4 separate regions of the Mus musculus genome follow, and all the other regions are linked to region 3. Evidence: chromatin contacts called from public HiChIP or PLAC-seq and promoter capture Hi-C data. All regions are on one chromosome and are shown on one strand. The core of a region is the stretch at or near the end of the contact, and the rest is flanking DNA. Distances in the headings are between cores, read along the strand shown. Region 1 holds the start of Arpc1a (actin related protein 2/3 complex, subunit 1A). Region 2 holds the start of Pomp (proteasome maturation protein). Region 3 holds the start of Rasl11a (RAS-like, family 11, member A). Region 4 holds the start of Mtus2 (microtubule associated tumor suppressor candidate 2).

Region 1 (2,700 bases), core at 87-2,586, 1.8 Mb after region 3:
ACTGCCACCCATCCTCTAAAGGAGTCTGCAATTTCCAATGGGTCCTCTCAGCTGTGAACAGCATATGAATTGAAGAAGCCTTCCCCCAACCCCCACCCCTGAGACAGCCAGTGACTTGATCTAATGGGGTAAACACCCGGGACTGATAACTTATAGAGACCTGAAATCCTAAGGCCTACTAGGAAACCAAAAGATTAAGGGAACTGATAAAATAGGATGCCAACCTAGGTCATTTCAGAAACTGGGCAAGGAGAAGATAGGAGAGAAACACACCATGACAACAGATGGCTTTATACTCAGAGATTCTAAGCTGCAATTTATTAAGTGCCTCCCATGTTCCCAACAGTGTTCAGTATCTGAACGGGGCCAGGAACATGAATAAATCCTTGTCCTCATGTCCTTCTCCGGAGGAAAGAGAGCAGAAAGTAAAGGAAGGCAGATATGCCTTGAAAGTCTCAGAAGCACCAGTAATGGCTATCATTTATTATCAGATCATTTGAACAGCTTCTCTGGGTTAGGAATTGCTGTAAGCAACTCAAGCACACGAACTCCACGCGAAACCCATAAAACCAAGTAGACTAAGAATCTTCTTACTGCAGCTGGGGAAACTGAGGCACCAAGAAACAACCTTCCCAGAGACACCTGACAAAGTGGCAGAGTCAAACGGGAACTCGGAGGGTTCTACATAAAGGACCCTATGAATACGGGTGCAGAGGAGAGTACAAGTCTGACTTGCGGGGGCGGGGGCTAGAGCTAGGGAATCTTAAGGTTACTGGAAAGATGGGCTTTCTCTTGCTGGGAAGGGTTCCCCAATAACTGACGGTTCGGAGGCTGCTCTAGGCAACATCCTAGATGTTGACGAGATGAACAGATACTCGTGACAAGCCACCGGGGGATGGGGGGGGAGATCCGCCCGTCTAAACTAATTTTACAGATTGTGGTAAATGCTCACAGTAGGGGTGCAAATGGTACTATGGGGGTGTCGGAAGCCGAGTTGTTCCTTCTCTCATCCGAGATGGAGGGCAGCTGGAAAGTGCTCAGAAACGCTCGGTCTGTGTGTGAGGGGGGCACCAGGGACTCAGAGGTAACCACGAAGGGCTGAGATCCCGGGCCCCTCAGCTCCAGACCCCGCGCCTAACAGCCCTGGGCCCGCCGCCCCCGCGTGCCATAGAACATACAAAAAAAAAAATGGAGGCGACCCGGGCCAGACTCTCCGCCCTGTGGCTCCTTACCTGAGGTTGGGGAGGTCTGGAGGTCCGGAGCGGACGATTCGCGGACTCTGGTCAGTCGACGCGAACTGGCTCCGGCGGGCGCGGACGGAGGAGGGAGGCCTAGAGGGAGAGGCTGACAGATCCCGGAAGTGACCGGAGCGCCTGCGCAGAGCGGCCGCTCTCAGCTGGCGCTTGGCGCAGGCGCAGGCGCAGAACGTAGCCTTTGTTGGCGTGTTCTGTCTGAAGAGCGGCTGCTGCTCAGGTGAGGCAGCCGCTCGTCAGCGCTAGGGCGTGCTTGTGGAACTGGATGGGCGTCCTACTCCTTTCTTTAAGGAGGTTTTAACACACACACATTTCTGAACCATGGCCCAAGTGTGCAGCGTTGGGAGCTTCTCAAGTGCTTTTTGTTACAAATTACTGAGCTAGGATCTCTCAGGCTTTGTGGTTCTGAAGAACAATTCAAAATAAAATAAAATAAAATAAAAATATTTATGTGGCTGGGCGGTGGAGGCGCACGCCTTTAATCCCAGCACTTGGGAGACAGAGGCAGGTGGATTTCTGAGTTTGAGGCCAGCCTGGACTACAGAGTGAGTTCCAGGACAGTCAGGGCTACACAGAGAAACCCTGTCTCCAAAAAAAAAAAAAAAAAAAAGAATTATATGGATGTCTGTGTCGGTATACGCATGTGAATTCAGGTGCCCCTGGAGGCCAAGAGAGCAACAGATCCTCTTGGAGCTGGAATTGTAAGTTACACCATGTGGGTGCTGGGAACTGAACTCAGGTCCTCAGCGAGAACAATACAATCTTTTAAGCTGAGCCATCTTGCCAGCCCTTGAAACTATGTTTGTGTTCCTTCATAGAGGGTGGGTCAGAACTGGTGACTATTTTCTGCCTGGCGGACTGTCCCTGTCCTGGACCCTCAGTAGAAAGTCTCAAGTCTACCTAAGAGTCCCCTTGACTGTTCCTAGATCAGGACCACTTGTTCCTGCACCCACAATGACACCACAAGAAGGCGCAATGGTGACATGGAAAGAGTGTATTCTATGTAGATGCAATTTATAAGAACTGCCCTGAATGCTACATCCAGTCAGACTGTTGCCCCTGCTCTGGTAGAAATTATGAAGCAACCAGTTAAGTACCCAGGTTCCACTAGAGGTAGGCACCCCAGTCCTTGTCTTGTGGTGGTCTATATATTTGACCCAGTGGACAGTAAACACTGCCCTAACAGAAATAAGGGAATAGTCTATTTCGAGTCAAATATCCATGAGCATTGCTTAGCAGTGCTCGGATTCCTTACCCTAAGTGTTTGCCCCACCTTGAAAACAGTTGCGTTATGGTCTTTAGAATTATTATCGGTCTGTGTGTGTGTGTGTGTGTGTGTGTGTGTGTGTGTGTGTGTGAGTGTGTGTGTGTGTGAGTGTGAGTGTGTGTGTGAGTGTGTGTGTGAGTGTGAGTGTGTGTGTGTGCTGTGTGAGTGGGTAGCACTCAT
Region 2 (2,700 bases), core at 64-2,563, 1.0 Mb before region 3:
ATACAGGTGACCTGGTCTCTGTTACTAGTCTAGACCAAACAATTCTGAGAAAGCAGCTAGTTGATAGACTTACTTCACCTGTGTATTTGACCTGGCAGCTCGCATGGGGGGGAATGTCAGCAGCCCCAACTGGGTCTTGCTTGAGCCTCACCAGTCTCCCCAATTCTGCACAAGGTTTCCCCAAAACACACCACCTCACCAACAAAATCGCTAACAATCTCCTTCTAGACCTCATTAACATCTGAGAAATAGAGTTCGGGGCTCCAACTCTATAATTCAAGGGCCTGGTACTGTTGGTGTCCCCACTCTTCACACAGGAAACCACGGGGATCAGGAAGACAACAGGTAATCTATCCTGGACAGTCACCTACTCCGTGACTGCCAGTCAAGCACAGACTTCCAGGACTGGCCCTGTCTATGATTATAGCTGTCCCAATGCTGACTGACACCACTACAGTACAGTGTTCTCCTGGGGACAGATGTACTGAAAAGCACCAAAGGAGAAGTTTCGCTACACACAAAGGGGAAATTCTGAACTCTAGTATTGCTGTTACTATCGTCCCGGTGTCCTTTTGTAAAATATGAGGACTCCTTAAGGTTCTAGTTCAGTGTCAGATACAAGTTAAGTCTATGAAGACCTAAAAACCATTCATATTTCAGCGTTTCTCACATTCCTTTACACTGGTTAGCGGTCTCTGCCAATCCAAGCTTTCTGGACGTGGGCAGATGGCGTGCGGAGGAGTGCCATAGTGACTCAGGACTATGCTCAAAGAGAAACAGAAAGTGGGGCAGGAGGAGAGGCCAGAAGGGGAGGAGAGGCCAGAGGGGGATGCGAGGGAGTTCAAGCACTAACTATACGAACAAAACGGGAGCGACACATGGCACACAGAGAGATGTTTGTAAACCGAGGCTGAGCTGTACGAATGCAACGGGCGGTCGTGCGCCTTGGCGGGTGTAGGGGTGCAGTCACCCTAAGGGAGAAGGCACGTGGCGTGTCCCAACACGCACACAAGGCTTGGCTTTCGGAGGTGCCCAGTGCATGGAGTGCATCCGCCTCCACTGCTGGGAAGGGGCGCTGTGGCCTGGGAGGCCCGGGGAACTGACCCGCGCCGTCCGATCGGAGCCAGGACCACCCGAGAGAGTGCAGCCCGGGTCCCGCCCACGTCAGACACCCGCCGGGACCGGGCAGTCGCGATCGTGCCCGCACCACGAGTACCCGCCGCGACGGCGGCCCTCCGCGCTCACTCACCATCTTTGAAACAGCTCTGTGAGATCTATAAACCTGCTCGAGTCCGCCGGCCAAACCGCTCACTTCCGTTTCCGGGGCCGAGACGCCCACCCCTCCGCCCCATCCGCCGGAAGTGCGTCCTTCCGGCCAGGAAGGAAAGGGGGCGTGGGAGGAGCAGGGAGTAGCGTTGGGCCGGGGCTCCCACGCTCGCTGTCCCCCGGTGAGCGAGGGCCAAGGGCGCAGCTCGGGTGTGCACTGGCCCTGGCCTCGCGGGACGGTGTTAGATGGGCGTGTGCAAATGCACAGACTTCCCACGGGCCATCCAAGGACGCACGGTGGTGATTTACATAAAGTCCTTCTGCTGAGTCAAAAGTGGGACAACAGGCCTTTACGGTTTTATAAATCGAAGGTCCGAGGCTGGGTATGTGTAGAACCTAAGGAAAGGACCAAGCTAGCTTAGGCACCGAGCCTCAGGCAGAGGCGGGCTCCAGGGTTGTGGGGTGTGGATATTTCCGAACTTGGGGGGCAATCACAACCTGAGTCCCAAGTCAGGTCTGGCCACCGGTTCGTTCATAATAAGCAACTTAAAAGCGGGAGGCAGAAGGCGGCGATATGGTCAGTGTGGCCAGACTGGAAGACAGCAAAGACTTGGGAGGTTCCCTGGGACTAAGTCCTTTTCGGTGACATGGGGGTGGTGGTGGTGACAATTTTAAGTCAGGGTCATCAGAGCTAACGTATGTCAGGCTCTTAGAATTACAAATAACGTGGTTCTACATGTTGTACATGAGTCATCTCCCTAAGTCTTTTCATTAAGCTTTTTTTTTTTTTTTTGTTATTCGAGACAGGGTTTCTCTGTGTAGCCCTGGCTGTCCTGGAACTCACTCTGTAGACTAGGCTGGCCTCGAACTCAGAAATCCGCCTGCCTCTGCCTCCCAAGTGCTGGGATTAAAGGCGTGCACCACCACGCCCGGCTTTTCATTAAGCTTTTTAAAATTAATTTTTAAAGGATTCCTCTAAAACGTTTTGTTTGACTGTCTGCGTGTGCATCAGGTGTGTGCCTGGTGCCCTCACACTCTTTTGCAACATTAGCGGTGTTTGCCAACACGAAAGAGTCTTAGGGTCTTATAGGACTGGAGTTATAGGTAGATGGTTGGGAACCACCCTCTGGGTGCTGGGAAAGGGACGCAACAGATGCTCTTAACCGCGGAGCCATCTCTCCAGCCCTGTTGCTCACATTATGAGAGTATGGCATAGCACGAAGGAGAAGAAGACAAAACAGGTCTTAGCTGTGCTGGCCGGAGGATGAGGCGGCTGGTCACTTGGGTTCTGCAGTCAGAAGCAGAGAGAAATGAATGTCGTCCTCTTGTTTTTGTCTTGTTACTCAGCCTAGGACCCCAGCCTATGGGATGGCGCCTCCCACATTCAGGGTACATCATTTTTAAAATGATGTAAATGACTTCACTGATATGCCC
Region 3 (2,700 bases), core at 121-2,620:
CGCAAACCCCACTCCCTCCAGAATCCCACCTACTCCATGCTTTTTTCAGTGTGGTGCTGGAACCCAGGAATCCTTACTACTGAACTGGACCCTTAGTTCCAAGGCTGTGGTTTTTAGATTGTCCCAGGATGTGCTCTGAAAGTGTCAATGCCCGCCCGCCTAGGCAGCTCGGGCACCAGTGGTCAGTCAGGGCTACTGCTGGGAGGGGGTGGCTCAGCCTGTAATCCCAACACTTGGGAGGCTGAGGCATCAAAGATTATAAGGAGTCCAAGCAAACCTGAACTACAAACCAGCCAGGGCTACACAGCAATCTTTAAAATAATTAACTAATTATAATTAGCATTTAAGAGGAAACTAGTTCTAATCAACCATTTCTTGCCACCTAGGAGGGCATCCAACATCCCAACCCTCAGCACACCTTGTGTGCCCACACCTACATATTGGGCATGCTGAGACATCTCACTGAGATCCTGGAGCCAAACACCTCAGCCTGCACCACATACCCTCCTGACAGTCCTTACCTGAATGCCTCCCGGAGTGTCCTGGATCTGTAGGGATAGCTGGTCCCCCTCCACATAGACGAGTCTCGAATACAGTTTGCCTGTACAACGAAGAGGAATTTGCATCTAAGTTCCCACGGCCCCATGAGCAAAATAAAGAGAGAGGGGTGGGGAGGGCAAAGAGATACAAGTACAAGAGCCAGGAAGCACGGAAACATTCTTGCCTGTGTTGGGTTCGTAGTCGCCGATGAATCTCTTGGTCAAGAAGCGCACAATCATTGCTGAAAAAATAAAGTAGGAAAATCAGCTGAAGAAGTGGGTCAAGCTGTTCCAAACTGGGCCCTCAAAGGAACAGCACGCGTCCCCCCAGGTTCCCGGGACAAAGCCCCGCCACCGCGGAGTGCCTTTCCCCGCGGAATGTGATGGACCGGACTAGAGCGACACTCAACAGGCACCAACCCCGTCCAGAGCTCAGAAATGGACCTCTGAAGCAACAGGCAGGGGTCTTCCTGCATCCCGGCATCCCGGCATCCCGGCATCCCTGCGGGTGAAGACCCTCCGCTGTCCCTGGGCGGCTTTGCGCGCCTTTGTCCCACTTACCGCTCTTGCCCACACAACCCGCTCCCAGCACGGCCAGCTTGATGTCCTTGGGCAGGAGGTAGTCAGAGGAGGACTCCGGGATGGGGGCCAGCAGAAAGTGCCCAGACATGGTGAGCGGCCGCATGGGCGCGTCCCGAGACCGCGTTGCACGAGAGCCGCCTGGATACGCGCGGACACAACAGCGCCGGGATGTGGCGCGGCCAGCGGTGCTGCCCAGGCTCTTGGATTTTAAAGAGCTCCGGGAGCGCGGTGGCTGCCTCTGGCGCCTCCTTTTCCCCGCCCCTTCCTGGAAGGGTGGGAGCAGCGCCCGAGCAGGGGACTGTCACCCGCGGGCGTGCGCTCCTCAAGGCTGCCTGACGCGCTCTGCCCGCCCAGCTGCGCGGGTTCCTCCCGGTGCAGCCCAGGGGAGGCCTTTGCTCAAATTGTATTTGCCGTGTCCTGGAGGCAGCCTCCAGTCTGGAGCACCAGCCTAGAGCATGAATCTGAGCCACCGAAAGAGCAAAAGTTTCAATTGGCTGGATGTTTCTAGGACAATGGGAAAGAGATCCCTTTTTGTGTCTTTGTCAAACAGTCCTAATGAGAACCCTGATTTTGATCTTCAGCATCCTGTACACTGAGTGTGGTGGCACACTGGCATGCTATCCTAGCGCTTAGCGGGTAGAGGCAGGAGGGTCAGAAGTTTAAGGTTATTCTTGGTCACATAGAGGGTTTGAGTTCAAGGCCAGTTTGGACTACGTAAAACCCGGTCTCAAATATAAACAACTAAAAAATTTAAAAGGGTCCTGAGGGGTGACATCACTGAGGAAATGGGTAGAGCCAGGGCAAGGTTCCTAATTAACTAATTGAGTATGAATCAAGGTAATTGCAGTCACTTCCCTGTGAACTCCCTTAGGGGGCAGTCATGCCCACAGCTCAGCATCCAAACACAGCCCCTTTCTGCTGTGAACAGATTTACTCAAATTCAATGAGCAACACACTTGGGGCCTGGACCTACCTTACTATTCAAAGATTTCCTGGTAGGTACATGGTGGAACTCAGGATAGGGCGTGGGGAGAAGGGCCCAGAAGATAAACATGGCCTTGTTCTTGGATGCCACCATGACAAGGCTGTGTTTTAGTCTCATCTGCCCAATTGTCTAGACAGTCCTACCCTCATTCTTTCCCTTTTTCCTTCTTAGTTTTATCAGGTAGCTTGAACGGCATGACAAATCACACAGAACTCAATGGCTCGCTCCAACAGACTTTTCTTTCAAAAGATTTATTTACTTTCATGGGTATTCTATCTGCATGTACACCTGCATGCCAGAAGTGGGCATCAGATCCCATTATAAATGGTTGTGAGCCATTATGTGGTTGCTGGGAATTGAACTCAGGACCTCTGGAAGAGCAGCCAGTGCTTTTAACAGCTGAGCCATCTCTTCAGCCCCCCTCCCTCCCCTTTTTCCCCAGACACTGCCCCCGATGCCACATACTCCTGTTCTTCCTAATCTATGCCAGGCTCTGACAAGCTTGATTGAGCTCTCTGAGGCCATAACTGAGAAGTTATGAGCCCTAGGGAAATAGGCTGAGTTGCTCCATCACCAACTCACTCAAGTTTGGCT
Region 4 (2,700 bases), core at 85-2,584, 1.1 Mb before region 3:
CGTATCTGATGTTTTCCACTCTCATCTTTGTACCTGAAAAATTACGGTACGTGTGAGCAGAGATCTTTAATAACTGTCAACACACGATTAGCTATGTCCACGTGACAGCAAAATACAACTACCTAACAACTTAAAAGCCAAAACGGCTATGTGACAGGGATCTATTTCTTTAAGTCACTTCCCACCTATTTATTGTCAGAGACGTCCCACTGGTTTTCATAACAGACTTAAAAAAAAAAAAAAAGCCTGTTTTGTGTCTTAACGCTTGAGAGTCTACGGTATGAATTTTTCTTTTGAAAGGACCTCCTGTCGCCTTTAAATGATACCAAAACCATCTCATGCTTATCCTGAAGGAAAGTTTTGAGCTAAGACAGAAATTATGGCTCTGACTTCCTGCGCTCTTACGTTCTCTGGTAACCGCTCCTAACTTTACCAACCAGCAAATATTCCTGTGAAGCACTTACATAACAAAAGAGTGCAGGCGCCTCTGGCACGCCGCCAAGCGTACTTCTCTGGGTGTTTGTATTTAAAATAGAACGGTAGTAACATCACTTGCAAGCCTTTCCCTGCACAGACTCAGAATGAAGGGGGTTGAAAAATGGATGGAGCAAGCCTTACCATTCTAGGGCTCCAAGGAAATAACACATCGGTGCTAAATTAAGACGAAGACACGGACCGAATTATCCCGAGCTGGGGGTGGAGAGGGGTGGGAGCTCGCTTAGGCTAACCCGCTGTCGCCTCTGAAACACCGTGCTCAACCTGACATCCCCGGAAGGTGCGAGTGGGTTGCAGCCTCTCTCCGGCGGAGCAGAAGATGTGGGCAGCGGGGAGCGGGCTCTCTGATGCCAGAGAAGCCAGCAAAAGGCACCGCCTCCGCCCCGCTCTGCACCTGTCTCCAGCCGGATCGGGACGCGCGGACAGCAGTCGCTCACCTGGGTCTGGAGGAGCCAAGAAGGATGTGCAGAGAGACCAGAGCAGCCTCCGGGAGCATCCCGGGCCGGGCTACCTCCGCACGCAGCTCCTTCGCAGCTGGAGTTTGCAACGCGCCCACGCGTCCAGACTCCTGACCCACCCGGGTCTTCTGCAACTTGACAGAGCGCGGGCTGAGGTGGCGCAGGTGGCGAGCTTAGGGCACCGGGGTACCTGGGGCCGTGGCCGCAGCCAGCCCTCCGCCCGCGCACTTCACCACTGGGCACCGCCCAAGCCGCCGGGCTCTGATCACAGGGATGGCCCGGGCTGAGGACGCCTCGCCGGACAAAGACGCCGCTCCCGCCCACCCTCCAGTGAGGTGCCGTCCGCGGTGACAGAAGCCGGGCTGCAGCGGCCCGAGGCGCGCACCCCCTCCCGGCCGCCCGGAGATGCTCGCGAGCCCCGGCGCCTCCTCTCGTCCGGAGCCCCGTGGGGGGAGCCGAGCGCCCTCTGCTGGCCCGACACGACCCGGCAGCTCACGGGACCACAGTGGTCCGGAGCATCCAGCCTCAGACCCCAGAGAAAGGAGAAGCAGCCTGAGGTCGCTGACCTAGACTCCTGACTCCCACGAGTGGGATGTGCTGTGGTCCAATCGGAAGAGAGAGCCTCTTTTAATTGCGTGCAGCAGGAAGAATTGGGGTCCAGCGGGTGAACTCGCAAGGGATGTAGCGGGGCTGATGGACAGGAGACTAAAGAAGTCTCTGTAAGGGTTTTGTGTGTGATTGTGTGCGGGTTTGGCGGGGGTGGGGGTGGGGGAGTTGGGGTGTTTGAGGCAGGATCTCACTTGAGACTCACAGATATCCTCTTGCCTCTGCCTCCAAATCTAGGGGTAATGCATAGCCGGCTACCCACTTGAAAGACTCTTGTCTCAACGCAAGCTTGTCTGCTTCGTAGTTCACAACGTTCCTCAGAAGTAAACATGAACGCAGGACTTCTCAGTAGCCCTTCCAGGTCGCCTGAAAGCAGCGCACCTGGGAAGCCTGAAGACAGCCGGGGGGCTTCTCCAGCCTCTGGCTCACAAGATTTGGGACAGACTGACAGAGAAGACAATGAGATGCTGGCTTACTGATGTGCTTGCTCGCTTTCTCTTGGGGGTCGGGAGTGTGGGGAAAATGGGCTCCCTCCCCCACCCCAGCATTGCTGTGCCGAGCAACATTTTATACCAGCTGAATTTTTGTACTAACTGGTCTATATTGTGAAGGGAAATCATGAAAGAGCACTTTTCACACGGCTGTCTTTTTACATTATTCTATGTGGCCTCCCATTTCTTCTGGAGGAATCTAGGGCACGTTTTATCGCTTTTCCTGTCACCTTCGGGTGTTAACAAGCGGTCTGACTGGCTGTTATTACAAAGTCCAGTCCAATCTAAATCAAACTTTAAGCTCATTTCATTTAAGCCTTCGCCCCTCCCTTCCCCTAACTCACAAACCCCAGCCTGACTTAAACCTAGAAAGATAGTAAAGCCTCCTTTGTGCCATTCACTTTCCTATTTGGGTGCTCTGTGAAGCCCATGCCTCCCAGGTGCAAGGAATGAGGTCCTGGCGCTACAGCTCCTTCCTCGGGCCACTCCCACTCCTCCAGGGACTCATCCCACCCCCACCCCCATCCCACAGGCAGACCTGACCATCTTCCACCACATCGGCTGACAGTGTTCATTAAACTCTCTACAGAAGCTCTGGTTAGCTTCTTCCTTGAGCCTCACACTCCAGATGACAGGCACCAGCTTCTTCA

The links. Promoter capture Hi-C pulls out the DNA fragments that hold promoters and counts their contacts. HiChIP or PLAC-seq counts read pairs in DNA pulled down with a chosen protein or histone mark.
Region 1: a promoter capture Hi-C map of hippocampal neurons shows a contact between it and region 3, with 5 times the contacts expected there. The contact joins the promoter of Arpc1a here to the promoter of Rasl11a in region 3. A contact is called at or near these places in 2 of 39 promoter capture datasets (cranial neural crest and hippocampal neurons).
Region 2: a contact with region 3 is called in a promoter capture Hi-C map of liver, with 4 times the contacts expected there. The contact joins the promoter of Pomp here to the promoter of Rasl11a in region 3. A contact is called at or near these places in 9 of 39 promoter capture datasets (the 3T3-L1 cell line, 3T3-L1-derived adipocytes, the HPC-7 cell line and 4 more), 1 of 484 Hi-C or Micro-C datasets (muscle stem cells), 2 of 115 datasets of contacts at active chromatin or transcription factors (the 230-238 cell line and astrocytes) and 2 of 9 other capture datasets (adipose tissue and liver).
Region 4: a FOXA1 HiChIP or PLAC-seq map of pancreatic cancer cells shows a contact between it and region 3. The contact joins the promoter of Mtus2 here to the promoter of Rasl11a in region 3. A contact is called at or near these places in 2 of 39 promoter capture datasets (liver and maxillary cranial neural crest) and 2 of 115 datasets of contacts at active chromatin or transcription factors (astrocytes and pancreatic cancer cells).

The regions. Positions count from the first base shown.
Region 1 is chr5:145,082,505-145,085,204 of GRCm38.p6, reverse strand. It overlaps Arpc1a (actin related protein 2/3 complex, subunit 1A), which reads right to left and starts at 1,336. Exons shown (of 10, transcript NM_019767.2): 1 at 1,233-1,336.
Region 2 is chr5:147,859,241-147,861,940 of GRCm38.p6, reverse strand. It overlaps Pomp (proteasome maturation protein), which reads right to left and starts at 1,313. Exons shown (of 6, transcript NM_025624.3): 1 at 1,250-1,313. The coding sequence starts at 1,252.
Region 3 is chr5:146,843,741-146,846,440 of GRCm38.p6, reverse strand. Rasl11a (RAS-like, family 11, member A) reads right to left here and starts at 1,370. Exons shown (of 4, transcript NM_026864.1): 1 at 1,101-1,370; 2 at 725-781; 3 at 522-601. The coding sequence starts at 1,224.
Region 4 is chr5:147,955,954-147,958,653 of GRCm38.p6, reverse strand. It overlaps Mtus2 (microtubule associated tumor suppressor candidate 2), which reads right to left and starts at 1,334. Exons shown (of 15, transcript NM_001359503.1): 1 at 933-1,334.